6 separate regions of the Sus scrofa genome follow, and regions 2, 3, 4, 5 and 6 are each linked to region 1. A link is a contact called in public HiChIP or PLAC-seq data. All regions are on one chromosome and are shown on one strand. The core of a region is the stretch at or near the end of the contact, and the rest is flanking DNA. Distances in the headings are between cores, read along the strand shown.

Evidence for each region. HiChIP or PLAC-seq counts read pairs in DNA pulled down with a chosen protein or histone mark.
Region 2: an H3K27ac HiChIP or PLAC-seq map of alveolar macrophages shows a contact between it and region 1. The contact joins two enhancer-like sites. A contact is called at or near these places in 3 of 47 Hi-C or Micro-C datasets (embryonic fibroblasts, epiblast stem cells and heart right ventricle) and 2 of 2 datasets of contacts at active chromatin or transcription factors (alveolar macrophages and skeletal muscle).
Region 3: an H3K27ac HiChIP or PLAC-seq map of alveolar macrophages shows a contact between it and region 1. The contact joins the promoter of FAM177B here to the enhancer-like site in region 1. A contact is called at or near these places in 12 of 47 Hi-C or Micro-C datasets (blood, embryonic fibroblasts, epiblast stem cells and 7 more) and 2 of 2 datasets of contacts at active chromatin or transcription factors (alveolar macrophages and skeletal muscle).
Region 4: a contact with region 1 is called in an H3K27ac HiChIP or PLAC-seq map of alveolar macrophages. The contact joins the promoter of DISP1 here to the enhancer-like site in region 1. A contact is called at or near these places in 3 of 5 promoter capture datasets (fetal liver, fetal skeletal muscle and liver), 26 of 47 Hi-C or Micro-C datasets (adipocytes, adipose tissue, alveolar macrophages and 14 more) and 2 of 2 datasets of contacts at active chromatin or transcription factors (alveolar macrophages and skeletal muscle).
Region 5: a contact with region 1 is called in an H3K27ac HiChIP or PLAC-seq map of skeletal muscle. The contact joins two enhancer-like sites. A contact is called at or near these places in 2 of 47 Hi-C or Micro-C datasets (embryonic fibroblasts and epiblast stem cells) and 2 of 2 datasets of contacts at active chromatin or transcription factors (alveolar macrophages and skeletal muscle).
Region 6: an H3K27ac HiChIP or PLAC-seq map of skeletal muscle shows a contact between it and region 1. The contact joins two enhancer-like sites. A contact is called at or near these places in 2 of 2 datasets of contacts at active chromatin or transcription factors (alveolar macrophages and skeletal muscle).

The regions. Positions count from the first base shown.
Region 1 is chr10:11,740,164-11,742,863 of Sscrofa11.1, reverse strand. No RefSeq gene overlaps it. Among named protein-coding and RNA genes, the nearest start is that of WDR64, 94 kb to the left of the region's middle. Within about 2 kb of position 1,328, at least 31 of the 83 cell types and tissues checked have an H3K27ac peak or open chromatin away from gene starts, as enhancers often do. A contact at or near this core is called in adipose tissue, alveolar macrophages, fetal liver and 7 more, where this site is marked.
Region 2 is chr10:11,552,909-11,555,608 of Sscrofa11.1, reverse strand. The region is part of intron 1 of DISP1 (protein dispatched homolog 1); the gene reads right to left. Among named protein-coding and RNA genes, the nearest start is that of DISP1, 28 kb to the right of the region's middle. Within about 2 kb of position 1,383, at least 22 of the 83 cell types and tissues checked have an H3K27ac peak or open chromatin away from gene starts, as enhancers often do. A contact at or near this core is called in alveolar macrophages and skeletal muscle, where this site is marked.
Region 3 is chr10:11,489,970-11,492,669 of Sscrofa11.1, reverse strand. FAM177B (protein FAM177B) reads right to left here and starts at 1,306. Exons shown (of 6, transcript XM_003130514.3): 1 at 1,076-1,306.
Region 4 is chr10:11,525,031-11,527,730 of Sscrofa11.1, reverse strand. DISP1 (protein dispatched homolog 1) reads right to left here and starts at 1,378. Exons shown (of 8, transcript XM_021064356.1): 1 at 1,315-1,378.
Region 5 is chr10:11,572,288-11,574,987 of Sscrofa11.1, reverse strand. The region is part of intron 1 of DISP1 (protein dispatched homolog 1); the gene reads right to left. Among named protein-coding and RNA genes, the nearest start is that of DISP1, 47 kb to the right of the region's middle. Within about 2 kb of position 1,322, at least 10 of the 83 cell types and tissues checked have an H3K27ac peak or open chromatin away from gene starts, as enhancers often do. A contact at or near this core is called in skeletal muscle, where this site is marked.
Region 6 is chr10:11,590,948-11,593,647 of Sscrofa11.1, reverse strand. The region is part of intron 1 of DISP1 (protein dispatched homolog 1); the gene reads right to left. Among named protein-coding and RNA genes, the nearest start is that of DISP1, 66 kb to the right of the region's middle. Within about 2 kb of position 1,332, at least 43 of the 83 cell types and tissues checked have an H3K27ac peak or open chromatin away from gene starts, as enhancers often do. A contact at or near this core is called in alveolar macrophages and skeletal muscle, where this site is marked.

The sequences.
Region 1 (2,700 bases), core at 79-2,578:
TGCCCCCAGTGTGAAGTTCACAGTGATTTGAAAACAGCTGAGGGAACATCCTTCTCTTGGTCACGAGAAGAGCCAGCCCCTCCAGCGCCACCTCAGCTGAGAGGCCCGGCGGACAGGGCGCCAGGCTCTGCAAACACGGCGCCTCGAGGCCCACATTCCATCCAGGCTTCATGAGACAGAAACGCCCCCCATGGCCCCACCTGGTGCCTCAGTAGGGAGCGGTCCACCTGCCAGCCCCCACATCTCAACAGCGGCCAGGGACTGTCCCCCAAAATGGGGATCGCCAGGACTTGCCAAGGATAACTGTGCCCAGGAGGCCCGGACAGTTAGAATGGGGGTGACTAGATTGAGCCCCCTTTAGTCTAGGGGTTGGCTCTAATTCTGCCGGCAGGCAGGGGTGATCCCGCTTCTGTTCGAATACTTCTAAGGATGGGAGGCCCCTCCTTTGTAAAGTCAGCCTGCTCTCTTATTGAGAATATGCTTCATTCTTGTATTGATGCAAAATCTGCTTTCCGGAACTTTGACCCACGGGTCCCAATTCTGCCGAAGGGCCTCCTCGTCCCGCCAGGCAGGAAGACCCGTATTGGCTCAGAGGGTTACAAACCCGACCAGTACCCATGAGGATGCCCCAGGCCTTGCTCAGTGGTGAAGAATCCAGCTTTGCTGTGGCTGTGGTGTAGATCAGTAGCCCTGCGGCTCCTATTCAACCCCCAACCTGGGAACCTCCATATGCTGCACATGAGGCCCTAAAAAGAAAAGAAAAAAAAAAGACACACAGTCACTGTGGTATCTCAGAGACCCTTCTGTGGGCAACATCTCTTATACGGTAGTTGCTCAGTGAAATCGTGAACAAATTTAGGGTTTTGTGGAAATACTGGACAAGGCCCTTGGCCTCCCTGGAACCCTGAAGGTGGACTCCAGGCCAGAGGCCTCATCCACACCCAGCCCCACTGTCCACACCTGTGACCAGCAGACCCTGCCCAAGGCAGAAATGCCTGTGGAAGGCCACATGGGGGCCAGAACACTTGTCCCCACCCCTCCTCGGGTTGTGCCATGTGCTGGAGTCAGGCTGGCCACCACTCTCCCTGCGGGGGCAGAATGCAAGGGAGAGATTTCTGGAACAGAGCCCATGTCTCAGGCCGCACTGGCGGCCGCGAACTCAGCCTATTGTGGTTCTCCTTCCCTTCGCAGGGCTTTTATTGGTATTTCCCACTGGTCTTCCAGACTAAAAAGAAATCTTCAGAAACCACAGGAAGGGGAGGAGGGCTGGAGAGGAGCCCTGCAGGCCAGCTGCTTCTGGAAGTCGCTGATCTCCAAACAGGAAGGCTGGTCTTTCCTGTTTAGACATCGTGTCTGCCTAGAGGAAGTTGTGACAAAGTAACAGTAATAATGACATCAGCCCCCGATGTGTCCACATCCCTCCTATCACAAATGGCTGTTTGTGCAGGGCGTGCCAAACCTGGTGGGCACAGCTCCACTGGGGCTCTAGGGGCAGATGATGAGCTGTGGAGTTTGGAAGGCTTGACCGGGGAGGGGATCCCTTGGGGACAGTCCTGGATGCCCACGGACCCTTTGGGACCAGGGAGAATGGGCCTTTGGGCAGAAGGAGAAAGCCGTGGGGTCAAGCTTTGTTCTCAGCCAGGTGCCAGCCCCGCCCAGCCCATGCCAGCTGGCAGACCTGACCCAGCAATTCAGCTCCTCTGGATGCTGAGCTGGAGAAAATCCCCAGCTGCTCTGCGCGCATGGCCCGTATTGCCCAGACTCTTGACCGTTTTCCAGCCACCTGGAGCCACCTGGCGGAAGTGCATTGGCTCCCAGTGCAAGCGTCACTGAATCTTGAGAAGAGGGCTCGGAGTTCCCGCTGTGGTGCAGCAGGTTAAGGACCCAGTGCTGTCTCTGTGGTGGTGCAGGCACCACCCAGTACAGTGGGTTCAGGGCCCAGCATTGCCGCAGCTGTGGCGGAGGGACAGCTGCAGCTCAGCTTCCATCCCTGCCTGGGAACTTCCACATGCCTTGGGTGTGCCCAAGAGGGGATGAGGCGGGGGTAGGGGGAGGGAGACTGGGTTTCCAGTGGGAGAAGCCGTGGGTTCCAGGCCTGATCCAGCTCTTTGGGAGCTGCGTGGCTCCACTTAGCAAAACCTCTCATCCCCTTAGCAGCTGCTGCTAAGGTGCCCTCTGTCCGGTGCAGTCACTGTCCACATGTGTGTGCTCAGGGCAGTTCTGCTTTCTGCTGAGAGCTGCCCCTACGTGTGTCTGTACACACACAGGGGACCAGAAAGACAGCGTGATGTGGTTCCCAGGATCCAGCGTGGCCTTGGGGGTGGGGTGGGGGGAGGGGACCGTCTCTGCTCTCCCTTAGCTACCGAGAGGGAGCCTTCCCCCCACCAACGCCACCAACGCCACCAACGCCAGCTCTCCCTCATCTGTTTTTTCCTTTTTTCCTTTCTTTTTTTTTTTGGCCACTCCGCAGCACATGGAAGTTCCCAACCCAGGGACCGAACCCAAGCCATAGCAGTGACAACGCCAATTCCCCAACCCCTAGGCCACAGAGGAACTCCAAGCGTGGCCTTTGAGTGGCATTTAAATTAATAGAGCCCTAGAGGGAATGCTGGTTAAACACCAGAAGACACTTGCTGAGCGTGAGGATTGCGTGTGGAGATTCTGTTTCTTCTGTGGCTTTGTTTCAATTCTTTTCGGATG
Region 2 (2,700 bases), core at 134-2,633, 190 kb after region 1:
AACATGTCAATTATAACAAGCTGTGGATGTTTTTAACAAAAACCTTTAGCTTATTTAAACCAGAAAACAGGCTACAAGAAGGAACACAAGTAAAGCCTCTACCAGCCTTTATGTTTTCTAATGAAATACTTCCTCATCAGAAAATTTTTATAGGAGGTTAAAAAGGAGAGGCATGCGAAGGCATTCCAAAATTCCAGAGAAGGGATTTCCTTGAGAAAATATTACTACATATTAGAACATGCACAAGTGTGCCAGGAAACTGGGAAAAGTATCTCAGCTGTACCGTGCTGGGCTGGCATCATACAGAAACTAACAGCCACACTGGTCTAGAAATGTTAAACACAATTTCTTTTTTTCCATTTGTACAGGGGTAACGCAGTGTATTAAATATGGAAGGTCTTATCTACATGGGTTTGATTACAGAAACTAATAAAGTATTCCCTAAATAATGAAGGAAAAAAAAACAAGTGTGCCAGGAAACCTACTGATTATACCCAGAAGTACTGAGGCAAACTTAAGACTTAGCGAGTGTAACTTGCACTTGGCAGGGAAGGGAAGAAGGCATGAGGGCATTCTTGGCACTGGCCTGCTAAGGGGTACAGATTCTGAGAGGGGCCAGTAAGAAGAGGGTGCACCCAGCACCTCTGAAAAGTACGCTTCCAACAGATTCAGACCTCCGCATCTAGGCTCATGGTCCCCAGAGGAGCCTCGGGCTATCTGAATCAAGAGAAGGAAACTAGATTAGGGCAGGCCCTACCCTGCCGTCATCCTCAACGTGAATCAGGAGTCCTCACCGTGGCTCAGCAGTAACGAACTCGACTAGGATCCATGAGGACATGGGTTTGATCCCTGGCCTCACTCAGTGGGTTAAGGATCCAGTGTTGAATGAGCTGTAGTGTAGGTCACTGACGTGGCTCGGATCCCGTGTGACTGTGGCTGTGGTGTAGGCCGGCGGCTACAGCTCCGATTCGACCCCTAGCCTGGGAACCTCCATATGCCGCAGGTGTGCCCGTAAAAAGCAAAAAAAGAAAAGAAAAGTCAAAAGAAATTGACTAACTTGCCCAATTACATACAGCCACATGTAACAGAGCTAGGATATGAGTCAATAGTTTGCTTTCAGGAGAACTAATTTGAAGGATATATTTAACTTACAAAAAATAATCACAGGAGCATGTCTTTAAAAATGCGTCCTAACTACCACCTATCAGCATGAGAACACTATTTACAGCCCTAAGAACCATAGGAAGGGCAGCATTTGGAAAGTACGCCCCCTGGAGGGCAAGTCGGCTCGGGCCTCGCCACGTGGCCGGGACAGACTATCTCTAGAGAGGCCGGGTGGTCCACGGCCGGACCCAGACCAAACTCCTTTTCTGAATTCTCCATTCAACTGCTAAGCCTACCTCTGCCTCGCTTCTACCCAAACCTTCTTCTCCTCAGCATGTGTGTCCTCAGGATGCCCAGCTGCCAGCTGCCCCCTTCATCGCAGGCAGGCAGCCAACGGGGAGGGAAGCCCCCGCCCCCTGCGGCCTCCCCGCCTCACTTTAGGGACCAGCCTGCAAAGGGGGGGCTTCTCTCTGCAGCCACAGACCAGGCACTAGGCTCTGCCACACCTTTTCCTTCTGGCTGGAGAAGGAACAAGCAAACTTCGGAGGAAGTGGGGAAATTGAAAATAAATGGTACAAAGTGCTTCAACTCAGAAACAGAGAACATGAAATAAACACGGTTCTGTAGAAAGGCTGGCACAACATGGTACAATGAACAAGGCCCTGCCGTCAGAGCTGTCACCACCTCAGGACTCGAGCCTTAACTCTGCAGGTACTTGTGACAGACACACTGCCTGCCTCCCAAGGCTCCCATCGACCGATGACACGTCCCATTCACACAGCTCTTCCGAACTTTCTAAAATCCTCTCTTGGCGTCTCATTTAAACCTCACTGCCAACAACCTGCAGCAGAAGTAACTAGCCCTCCCTTTAGTAAAGAGAAACAGAGTAAGACAAACAACGTGTTTTGCACAGAGTGACACAAACAGGAAGAGGAAAAGCCAAGAATCGGGCCCAGGGCCTCAGGCTCCAATTCTACTTCCTGAACAGTCTCTGGGGCGAGCTCTGGTTTCTGTCAAGTGAATTTAGAGCCCGATTCACAACATCTGAAATGAAATGAATGCCTCATAATTCACACATCACATCGTAGTTTCTCACAGTCACGGCAAAGCAGTGGTCAGGTGAGAAACGTGGTCAACAAAGGCCCACAGTGGTGAAGACCGAGGCACAGCAGCGGGCCTGGCCTTTCCTACCCCCGTCGCCTTGGGCCCAGCCCTCCTGCCCCGCTACCAGTCCCGCCCAGTAGTCTAAATACGTCCCTAAATCATCCAACAGAGTCAGAGATCAAAGGTAGTTTACGGTCAGAAAAAGCAGGGTACAAGAGGGTAGCTACGGGCTCTCCAAATAGTAAATACTGTCAACCCAGAGCCCATGAAGCGTCCTTGAACAAAAGACGCTCACCGACGGCCCTGCGACAGCCGAGAACCCTAGCGCTCCAGCGAAGGCCTGTTCTCAGACAGGGATCTACTCCACTCCCAGTCTGTGACAGGCTGTGAAAGCCGAGATTCTGCTACTCAGCATGCTTTCCAAACTCACTTTCCTGATGAAGAAAACAGCAGTGACAAAACAAATAAACACCCATCTACCTTGTTTTTGTG
Region 3 (2,700 bases), core at 57-2,556, 250 kb after region 1:
AGCAACTGAGACCAGAAGGCAATCAACTACTGCCATGTAGAATTCAATATCCAGCTAAGCAATTATGGAGAGTAAAATAATGACATCTGACAACCTATAACACCGAAGTTCACCATTCCTATATCTTCGCTGAATGATGAGTAAGATCCAATTGTGTGTCAACTAGAAGGAAACTGAACCCAGAAGCAAGAGCGAGATGGAGGACAGAAATATAAAGTGACAAATCTTGAGAGTGACTGAAAAATGCTATGTCCATGGGGCACAGTTAAAAACCATGAAGTATGAAGCATTAGACCCCAAGAGCAAAAATATGAAGGGGTGACTTCTTTATGCATTGCTTTGGAATAGGTTGGCGAAGACAGCTGTGCATGTTGACAATTTCAAGGTAACTAGAAAAATCATGAAAGTAGAAGGCAGAGCTTCAAAGCCAGAAGAAGAAGAAAAAAAGGAAAATAAACAAGCCGACAGAAGGCAGGAGAGAGGGAGAAAGAGCAAAGGAAAAGCAGGATTAATGAAAACACCAGTAAAATCCTGGAAAGAATTCCCAATTAGTCAGTAATGACAATAATGTGAGAGAATCCTCAGCCGTCTACCCAAATGAAGACCACAGACTGAATTTTAAGAGGATTTATGGGCAATGACTGCACGAATGCACATATGGTCACAAGCATACGTTTAGGCATGTGTGTCAATAAGCCACCAAATCTTATCAATGAAATGCTCAGTTTAAGCCATTGTCAAGGGTCAGAGATACAAGAAGCCTGTCTGGGCTCAATTTGCTATCTAATCGAGGTGGTGAGACCCTCCCAGCCCAGCGTCCCAGTCCCCGAGGAATCTTAAAGGACACACACAGTTTTCCCGGGCTGACTACAAAAGAGCCTTGGTAAGAAGTAGGAAGAGTTAAGTCTTCGACGCCAAAGAGCAGAAAAACAAGTTTAACTTGGTGTTTAAAGTATGCTGAACATAATACCATTGCAAAAGGAAACAGTCAGTGCCATGAGAGATACAGCATACTCTAAAGCAAAATTAGAAGCAAACGAACACCTTTGCAGAGAACCCAACTCAACTGCATTACCTGCTCTTTCTTTCCTTGCTTTAATTGCCTATGTGTAGTTTTTCAGTGCAAAATCGTGGTTCTGGAAGTCGTTCGGTAGATGGTAAATGAACACAACTCACCCTTGACTGTGTGACGACGTGGAAAGGCTGCCTTTGTGTGTCTTACGGGCAGAACTTATTTGAGTTGTGGGAAGGCCGGTTACGGACACACCCAGCGTTAAAGCAACCGAGGGGCCCTCAGACTTGTCCTGTGCCAGGATTGGCTGGGAGTCCTTTTAACACAATTCCAAGGCCAGGACGCACCTGCAGCCTAGGCTGTCTAGGCATGGGAAACGGGCCTCGTTATTTTTGAGGCTGACCCAGTGGCTGCAAGGAGCAGGTCAGTGTGGGCGCCAGCACCCCAAGGAGAGCAGGAGGAAATAAACCTTCTCAATTGAACAGGCTTGTGCTTTAGTGACATGGTGGCTGCAGAGAATCCCAACAGCAAGCTCCAGCCAAGGCGGCTTTACTTTTTCCAAGAGGGTTTTTTGCTTTCTGCATTCTGAGCCCTTCTCGTCTTGCTCCAAGCTGAAAAGCGTTGACATCAAAAGTTTAAGAATAAGGCCTAACAGTCTCATTATAGTCAATTTACTCCTCGCTAGACCACCTCTTAATTCAGGTATTTCCAAACCCAAAGAAGTGCCCATTCCCCACACACCGGGCTCACCCTGGTTGCATTATAGACAGGTGTCCTGACATCGCCTCTGCCGGCTCTCTGACGAAAATAGTGGCTCACATCTTTCAAAATAGTATTGTGCACTAAATAGACATATTCATCTTTAAATTCAGAGGGTTCAAAAGGAGCAGAGAGAGGGAGAGGAGAGAGCGAGAGTGAGCGCGCCTGCAATTTCATAGTCAATTTAGCGAATGCTTTTCTGCCACCTAGTGGCCGTTTCAGGATGCGCGATGCAAAATTCATCTTTATAATCAGTGTCTGTCGTGTCGAGGGGGTTCAACGCCAAACAAGGTGGAATCTACTTAATATTTACCAAAATCTTGGGAGCACTGCCAACTTCACACCAAGTCCACAGATCTGGGTGCTTCGTGAGTGATATTTCAGAGGGCCAAATTTTCCCGACGACATGCTGTTTGCCTCAGTTTCATTCTTGAGAAGCTCAAGTTTTTTTAACTCCAAATCTAGCTCATCAAGGATTGTTCGCAGGTATGTAAATGATATAGTTAACACACCTATGAGACTCACACATCTCGAAGTCAAACTTGGTTGCCAAAAGGGAAACGTGAGGTAAAGGGAAAATCTGGGGGCTTGGGATTTGACATACACACATGGACTGTGTAAATATATATGTCACATACATTACACACACACACACACACACACACACACACACACACACGGAATAGATAACGAACAAGAACCTGCCGCAAAGCGCAGGGAACTCTGCTCTATATGCTGCAATAACCTAGACGGGAAAAGACTCTGAAGAAGAGCAGGTATGTATGAATGTGTACGGCTGATTTGTGTGGCTGTACACTGGAAGCTCACAGCGTGTGGCAAATCACCGCTACTCCAACAGCACTAAAACACACCCACACACCCATAACCTCCCTGACCCTTCAATTCTGTTGTACCCCAGGGCTCAGCTA
Region 4 (2,700 bases), core at 129-2,628, 220 kb after region 1:
ATAAAAGCAAGCCTACATACTACATGATGTCCAATAAGGAAAACAAAATGCGCTAATGTATATATAACAACAGATCGTGGATTATCAATACTTTTTAAAAAACTGTCAAGGGCAAATATATATGTCCTCCTTATAGCAGAAATAAAAAATAACAGTAAATCCAAAATTACTAGTAACTGGTTGCACCCTAATCTAAAATTGCCCTCAAATACTAAACACAATAGGGTAACTTTTGGTAAAAATGTATCAGAAAGTCAGGCAGAAAAACAACGATCTGCAACTGCAAACGTGACGTCACTGATTTGCCATGTAATTATCACTGTAATTCCAAACGCATTTAGAAGTTCATTCCATGACAAAGAAAATAAGACAACCTAAACTCTGCAGGGCAGAGAAGATTCCAAAAAGAAAACTTTGCATGGCTTACTTGTATGAAGACAACTTTAAAGCACGATCTTGTTGACAAAGAAATGTAGCCTAAGTTGGACCTGGGTGAGAAAGAGTTCAAGTTTTCCCTGGGCATGTAACATTTTTCCCCGAAATCCGCACGGGTAAAAAATGAATAAATAATTTGTAAAACGCTCCCTTAAAGAGCCAGCATCAATTGCAAATGAAGCAAGACGAGTTCAGCATCCAAGAGGTGACTAGTCGTCTTTCGGATGCGTTAGGTCAGGACGTCCTTCTCCTCTAGGACCCTCGGAGAAGGACCCTCCCCTCCAGCCTCCCCTAGAAGCCGGCCTCGCAGACAACCTGCCAAGTCCCGGACACTCCCCAAGCGGGACCGCCTTCCTTCGAGATGCATCCCGCCCGGTGTCACCCGCCGCCCCCTCCCCTCCGGGGCCTCTTCGGCCTCAGGGTCCCGGGTGCCTCCCACCCCAGCCCCCTGCGGCTGCCCTCTGGGCTCCCCGGCCCCCGATCCTGGTCCCCTGCCTCAAACCTTGGGGTCCCGAGTCTCCCTCTGCCCGCGCGGGGAGTCCCGACTCTCCCGTGCCTACCCGGTCTCCCCGTCCCGCGGCGCGGGGCTGCGGCGGCGCCGAAAAGCATCCACCGCGAAGACCAGTGCCTGAGACTCTCCGGCTCCGATCCGGACCGGGAGCCGGCTTCCGCCTCGCACCGGAAGGCATTGGCGAGGGACCGGAAGTCCCGCCCCTCCCGCCGCCGGCCGGTGGGGCGCTGGGCTGTCGGCGCTGGAGCGCAGGGAGGGTTGGGGCCAGGGGGCTCGCAGGCAACCGGGCGGGAGCAGAAGGACTTCGAAGGGGCGGGTTTCCAGGTGTCCTTCTGCTGCTTCCCTTTTCAGCGGATCAGCCAACCTACCTGCAGCCGCTTGACCAGGGGTTTGCTCTGCTCCCAAGCCCTAGAGGGTCAGGATGACTCAGACACTGACCCTTGCCCTCGCAATCTAGTTGAGAGTTGACATAAATATAAACAGAGGTTAATCACAGCACAAGGCGGTATTGCTTCATACCTTAATCCAAATTTTTATCACCTGCTGTATATCATTCAGGAAACAACTAGGCTGTAAAGAGAAGAACGCCCCTATCTTACGGAGCTAGGGAGGCAATGAATCAGGCAGAGAGTAAATCAAACAGCGACCTGTCCCTTGGAAAGCATAGGCTAAGGACAGATATAGGGGCAAACAAGTGCAATGAAATCATCCAGCATTACAGGAACTATGGCCCTGCTGAAGGCAGTGGTGGGGTGTAGGGAGCTGGGCTGAGAAGAGACTCCAGAGATAATGGCTCTTCAGCTGAGACTGAATAAATGATGAATAAGAATTAAAGGTCAGATAAGGTGGGGAAGTGCAGGCAGAGGAGAAGGATGCCAGACAGTGGGAGTTTGGCTTGATCAGAGAGGGGGAGGAGGGTACAGTTAATTTAGCAAGGTCTGAGATCGCAGAGACAAGAGGAAGCTAGGAGAGGAGGCAAAGCCGGATCAGGAAGACTGTTGTGCATTATGCTAAGGAATTTGAACTTTAGACTCCATGCAGCAGGGAATCAATGCCTATCTCTAGGGCAACTGATGAAACACTGAGTTACGAGGTTGAAAAGGATGACTGACCTATTCACCAAAGAAAAGTAAGAACTTGAAAGATCATGGCTAGAACATTTTACTTGTGAGGGTGCATTCTCAACTGCCATGCTGAGATGTTAAGACAGTGGTTAGCTGCAGCAGCTATATAAAGTCAGGACCACTAGGGCCTGGACCCTTCAGGTTGCCGGTTGGGCACATCACCCCAACCGAGTTGCAAGCTGAAGCCACAGGGAACCATGGAATGAATGAAGACTGCATTCCCACTAGACTAATGAGGCTGTTTGCTGCCTCTATTTCCTTGCTTGCTAATACTGCCTAATAAATATCCTCTTGCACACCCAGCCCCATTTTTCCATTTTAAAAAGAAATGATACAAAAATTGTTCCTTCATTTCTTTTGCTTTTGCCAACAACAAACTATGTTGCACTACATGGAGGGAGGATGACAGTAAAAGGAAAGGAAGAATGGACATCACGTAGAAAGTCTATACTTAGAGGGCACAATGTCACCTCTGGACATGGCTTTTGGCTTTCTCCCAATGGGAAGGTTAGAAGTCCATTTGTGGTGCTACATGAAATAACCCAATCATGTAGCAGGTGTGTCTTTGAAAGAATGAGAATGTATACGTGTGGTGTGAGGTATGTGGGGTTTGTGTGGGTGAGGATGTGT
Region 5 (2,700 bases), core at 73-2,572, 170 kb after region 1:
AAGGCCAGGGATCAAACCCATGTCCTCGTGGACACTAGCCGGGTTCATCACCGCTGAGCCACGACGGGAACTCCTCAATTCCCTCCCCCAAGAAACCCCCCGACGATGACAGCTTCTTACGCAGGCATGCACTCCAGTGGCGGCTAGAGAACCCATCCATCCCACTTACTCTCCGGAGCAGACAGTAGTGGCTCTGTACACTGGTCTGTGAGCCTGGTAAAGCCTCCCCAGGAGACAGACCGACTCAGGATGCTGACACACTACCAGGCCAGAGTCACGCTAAGAAAATACAACCTTCGAAGCTTCTTGGGAGAGAACTTCAGATATTTTATTTTTTATTCATTTAACCATTATGCTGAATATTTTTCATCTTTTAAATGTCAAAGAATAGAGCTGGATTAACAAAAAAAATGGGGAGACAACAAAGAATTAGAAGATAAATATAAATAGGCAAGCATGGGGTGGGTGAGCAGACAGACTGAACAAACAGACATAACTGGTAATAAATACATAATCTAACATTTGCTGAGTACCAAAGAGATCCTGGCCTTACAGAGGCACTTTATATCTACCATCTCATGAATCTCCACACCAACCCTGTAATCTATCATCCCATTTGATAAATGGAAACACTGAGACGCAGGGATCTGAGATCACTGGCCTAAGAGACAGAGCCAGCTGAGAAAAAGCCAGAAGTATCCAATTCCAAATTCTATGATCTTTATTTTGCACATTCTGCTTTCAAGTATAAAACAGGTTAAAATGCAAAATGATTGATTCTGATTTTATCAAAATGATCCTTGGTGATAACATTTTAAATATTTCTGGAAGTTCTACTAGCTTTACAACAAGAATTCTAAGAAACATGAAAACACATTGTTCCTGCAACTCAACATTCTGTTCCAGAACAGCAAGTGGCATCAAGGATATCTTGCGGTAGGAAGCAGCTGCTTTCCCTGACACCAACTTCAAAAACTTGGGGCAAATCCCTAATACATCCTTAGTTTTCCTTAATCCCCTCCCATAAGCCTCCATTGTAATGTGTCTGTCATCGAGGTTATAGCTATACTGGCCCGAAAACAAAGCCTAGTTATGTCTGCGTGGAAAAGGCCCACGCTCTGCAGTTGCTGGAACTTCAGGCACATTATCACTGGCTTCTCATGGGAAAAAGGCAAACACTGCCTTCAAGTTCAGAAAAAGAAAATTAAAACCAGTGAGCAGCCATACCTGGATTAGTAATGAATGACAGCAACACAGCCTGGAACTATTAGTTTCATCTGGGCCGGAAGGAATCTCAGTGGAGGAATTTTTGGCTGCAGTGCTGCCATTTGCTGAGTTTTGAAAATTAAACACTGATGCACCAACATTGGAACGTGCCTCTGCACAGCACAGTAACGTGCAGGCAGTTGCAGCCAGAGTTTATACGAGATTTAATAAAGGACTTCATGTCAGAATGGCTTCCAATTGTTCCAAGTGAACTCAATAAAAAATAAATGACAGTGATGGGGTTCAAAATATTCACACCCTGGAGCTGCCAAGCTAAATAATTTAATATCTTTTTGAACAGAAAAGCCTTTTCCCCCAGGACATATTTTTCAAAAATATTAAATGTTCTGTTAGTTTAGCTTTCCCCTTGCAAGCAGCTGCATTCTTTTTTTTGAAACTGGAGAATAATGGTCTTGCCTCTCCTCTAATTGGAGAAAAATTCCAGGCCCATTAGATAGGAAGCATTCGAATCACAAACTTTTATAGCTTATAAATTACGGTACTCTTAATATTAGGCAAAGTTTGAATAAGTCAAAATACCTTCCAAAGGTGGGGAGAAAAAACATGTTTTGAAATAAAAAGGAGGAAGCTCTCGACACTGCAAAATTGAGCTCTCATCTCCCTAGATGTTGTTTTGTTAAGCAGGGAAAGCACTTAGCACCCAAATAAGATGAATTATGAAAATGAGAACACCCCAGGTACAATGCAACCTTTGTGTTTGATAAGCCTGGTGACAGGGGTCTACCTACTAGTGCATAATAACAATTGCCAGGCACTAATCCCGGGAAGGTTAAGGCGCATCATTGGCTAAAATACGTTGCTTTCTAAATAGTTTAGTGTGTTGGTTACCTCCACACACATTCTTCTTAAGGAAGATAATACACTCTTCCATTTAATTAGAAGATATAAGAACATAACCTTCACGGCTTTCAAATATTATTTGTTCACATCTATCACTTCTACCTGATCTTACAAAGCTCCCACAGTGTGAAGAATTCAAGTGCTGAATTTCTTTTCCTTACTCTCTGCACAAAAGGGCTGTGAGGAGAGGGGCCGAGGAGGAAAGGCAGGGTGAAAGAAGAGGGACGGCCCGAAGGTCCCCTCATGGCGCAGGGGTAAGGAACCCACTGAGGATCCATGAGGTTGCAGGTTCGACCCCTGGCCTCGCTCAGTGGGTTAAGGATCTGGTGTTGCTGTGAGCTGTGGTGTAGGTCAAAGATGCAGCTTGGATCCCCTGTTGCTGTGGCTGTGGTGTAGGCTGGTGGCTACAGCTCCTATTGGACCTCCAGCCTGGGAGCCTCCATCTGCCCTGGGTGTGGCCCTAAAAAGACAAAAAAAAACAAAAACAAAAACAGGGGAAGCCAAATGAAGGTCCTGATTGGAGGCAGCTTTTCACACAGAATCCTCAAGAGTTGGTAAACAAATCCTCCAACT
Region 6 (2,700 bases), core at 83-2,582, 150 kb after region 1:
GAGCAGAATTTTAAGCAGCCATTAAAAACGTGTATCTCCGTATTTCTCTATATTTTAACGTGTACTTTAAAGCCCTTAATTCTTTCCTTCCCTTTACCAGTTTTCAGAATATAAGTTGAGTCCATAGCATCCTCTAGCTGTGACCAATAAAGAAAAAAATTTTTTTTTTCTTTTCTTTTCTTAACAGATGGTCCCCAACCTCTCTCCTCTCATCCAGTTTCTGGTCACCTCCTTACTGCTGGGGAGCTGCTCCACAGCAGGGGACGGAGGGGTGTGGCCTTTCAGAGACGCAACAGGCAACACACTCATTTGCCGACACCTGCCCTGTGACACGGAGCACTGGGTGCCTCGGACACAGTAAACCCTCAACAAGTATCTGTACAATTCATTAACGTATGGAAAACATTTTACACGTGAATGTACGGAGCACTGCAGCTGAAGGAGGCGTCACCTTGGTCACGGTGCGTTTGCACACAAAGGAATCTACTCAGAAGACTTGAGCTCCTCGGTTCGGGCTCACTATTTACTTTAGGCTCTAACTCTGTGTTTGCATAATGCAGCCCAAGCTTAGAATCTGCACAGCTAAGGAGTCTGTTCTATTTAAAGAAGATGGCCATTAAGGTGGGCCGTCACTGGCAAACTTTTCCGATTGCATAAAAGTTAAAACCACCACCCATTAGTTGGTGGAAACAACTTCTGCTTCTGGGTCCTTGGCCTTTCAAGGCCGTCCACACACACCAGCTCGGACCGCTCGGGGCCAGTTCGGCAGCCCACCTCCTGGGGCTCCCTAACAGCGACGCGTTATTTCAAGCCGTTTCCAAACTGCCTTTCTAAGCGTTTCTTCTCTCCGCCCTGATGGATGCAATTCTAGCGCGGGGTCCCCGGCTGAGGGCAGCTCACGCCCAATGAGGCCGCGGGGCCTCGGCGCCTGCAGACGTGCCTTTCCCGCTCCGGCCCTGCGCCCCCCACCCGCAACCCTTTCCAGCGCCTTCTAAGGCCTGTGCCCCCTCCCACAACGTTTCAGTCGCCTCCCCCTCCCCACCCCCGGAAGGCTCGAATCCCTGCCCTCATCAGTCCCGGCCGCCGCTGTATCAAGAATACCGCCGATGGGGATTGAAAAGACTCGGAGTCCTCACAGATCTGCAGGCTGATGGAGACCGGGGGGCAGCAGGGCTGGGCGCAGGTCAGAGCCCCCTTGCTGGTTTCCTCCGGCAGGAAAGCCAGAGGAAGCGAGCTCGCTCCGTCTCGCTGATCCCCCCCACCCCAGGGCTCCACTCTGAGACCTAAGGTCCCGCAAAGACCCCACCTCCAGACACCTTGAAGCGGGAATTATGGCGTCACCACGTGGATGTGGGGGGACACGGACGCGTGGTCCCTAACACTCCCTGACTCATAGTGCCTTTCCACTTGTCCTTGAAGACAGATCACAGATGGCACCGACATCCGCTTGGGTGATGAACTGATCATTTCTTTCCCTCACTAGACTCCCAAGTTATGTAAAAGTGGGGACGATGCGGGTTACACGCCTATGTCCTTCCCAGGGCTTGGCACGTCTGCATCTCAACAACAAAAAGCCGTTTTACCTGTGGGATTTATTCCTCACAACAAACTGGGACGGAGAAGTTTATTATCCTCATGTTATAGACGCGGTAACCAGTGATCTCAGAGAGAAAGCAGCGAGCTGGAGGCCACAGAAGCACAAAGCAAAGCTGGGAAAGGACTAACCCAAGCCTCCCAGACGGCAGAGGCCCCGCTGTCTCTCTCCTCCTGATGCTTTTAGAACACCAGGTATCTACCTTGCCTGCATGTGAAATAAACATCAGAGAAATAAAAGGACCTGTACAATGAATATCCATGGACTTGCTTCCCAGCTTGATAAAAATCTTTTAATTTGACTTAGTTGCCTTTTTTTTTTTAATAAAACATTACAAGCAAAACGGAGGCCCTGTGGATCATTTTAGGGTTCTAGTCTATTTCTTCCCTCCAAATGGGGTAACCACCATCCTAAATGCAGAGTTTCCATTCCATGCGTATCTTATACTCCTACAACATACATATCCATAGGTAATACATGCACTATTTTACGTTTTATATAAACACTATCATATCCTATCTATCATTCTGCAACTTTATTACTCAAGGCTGGTTTTGAGATTTATGTTCATATACAGCTCTATTTCATTCTTAACTGCTTAACAGTGTAGACATCAGAATTTATTTCCCTAGTCCTTTCTGATGAATACTTAGGTAGTTCTGCTATTTTACAATTATAGACAGAGCTGTACAGAACCTACTTACGTACATCCTTCGTACCTTTGCAGGAGTTTCCCCAGTGTATTGCATTAAGGAGTGAAATGGCTGGCAAGAAGGGTTTATGCATAGAAAATGCATCGCTGCTCACCAAAGTGTTAGTACTTGATTTTCATTTTTAATTTACTTATTAAAGATTAAAGATCTATCCACATGGTATGCCCCAGAAGTTGAAACTCACTTCTTCTTACACCACGACTAATCAGTCAGACCTTCCCCCCCCAACACACACAGCAAGCAACTAATGTTCATGAAACAAAATGAACATCCAGGGAGTTCCTGTCGTGGTGCAGCAGAAATGAATCTGACTAAGTATCCATGAGGATGAGGGTTCAATCCCTGGTCCCACTCAGTGGGTCAGGGATCGGCGTTGCCATGGGCTGTGGTGTA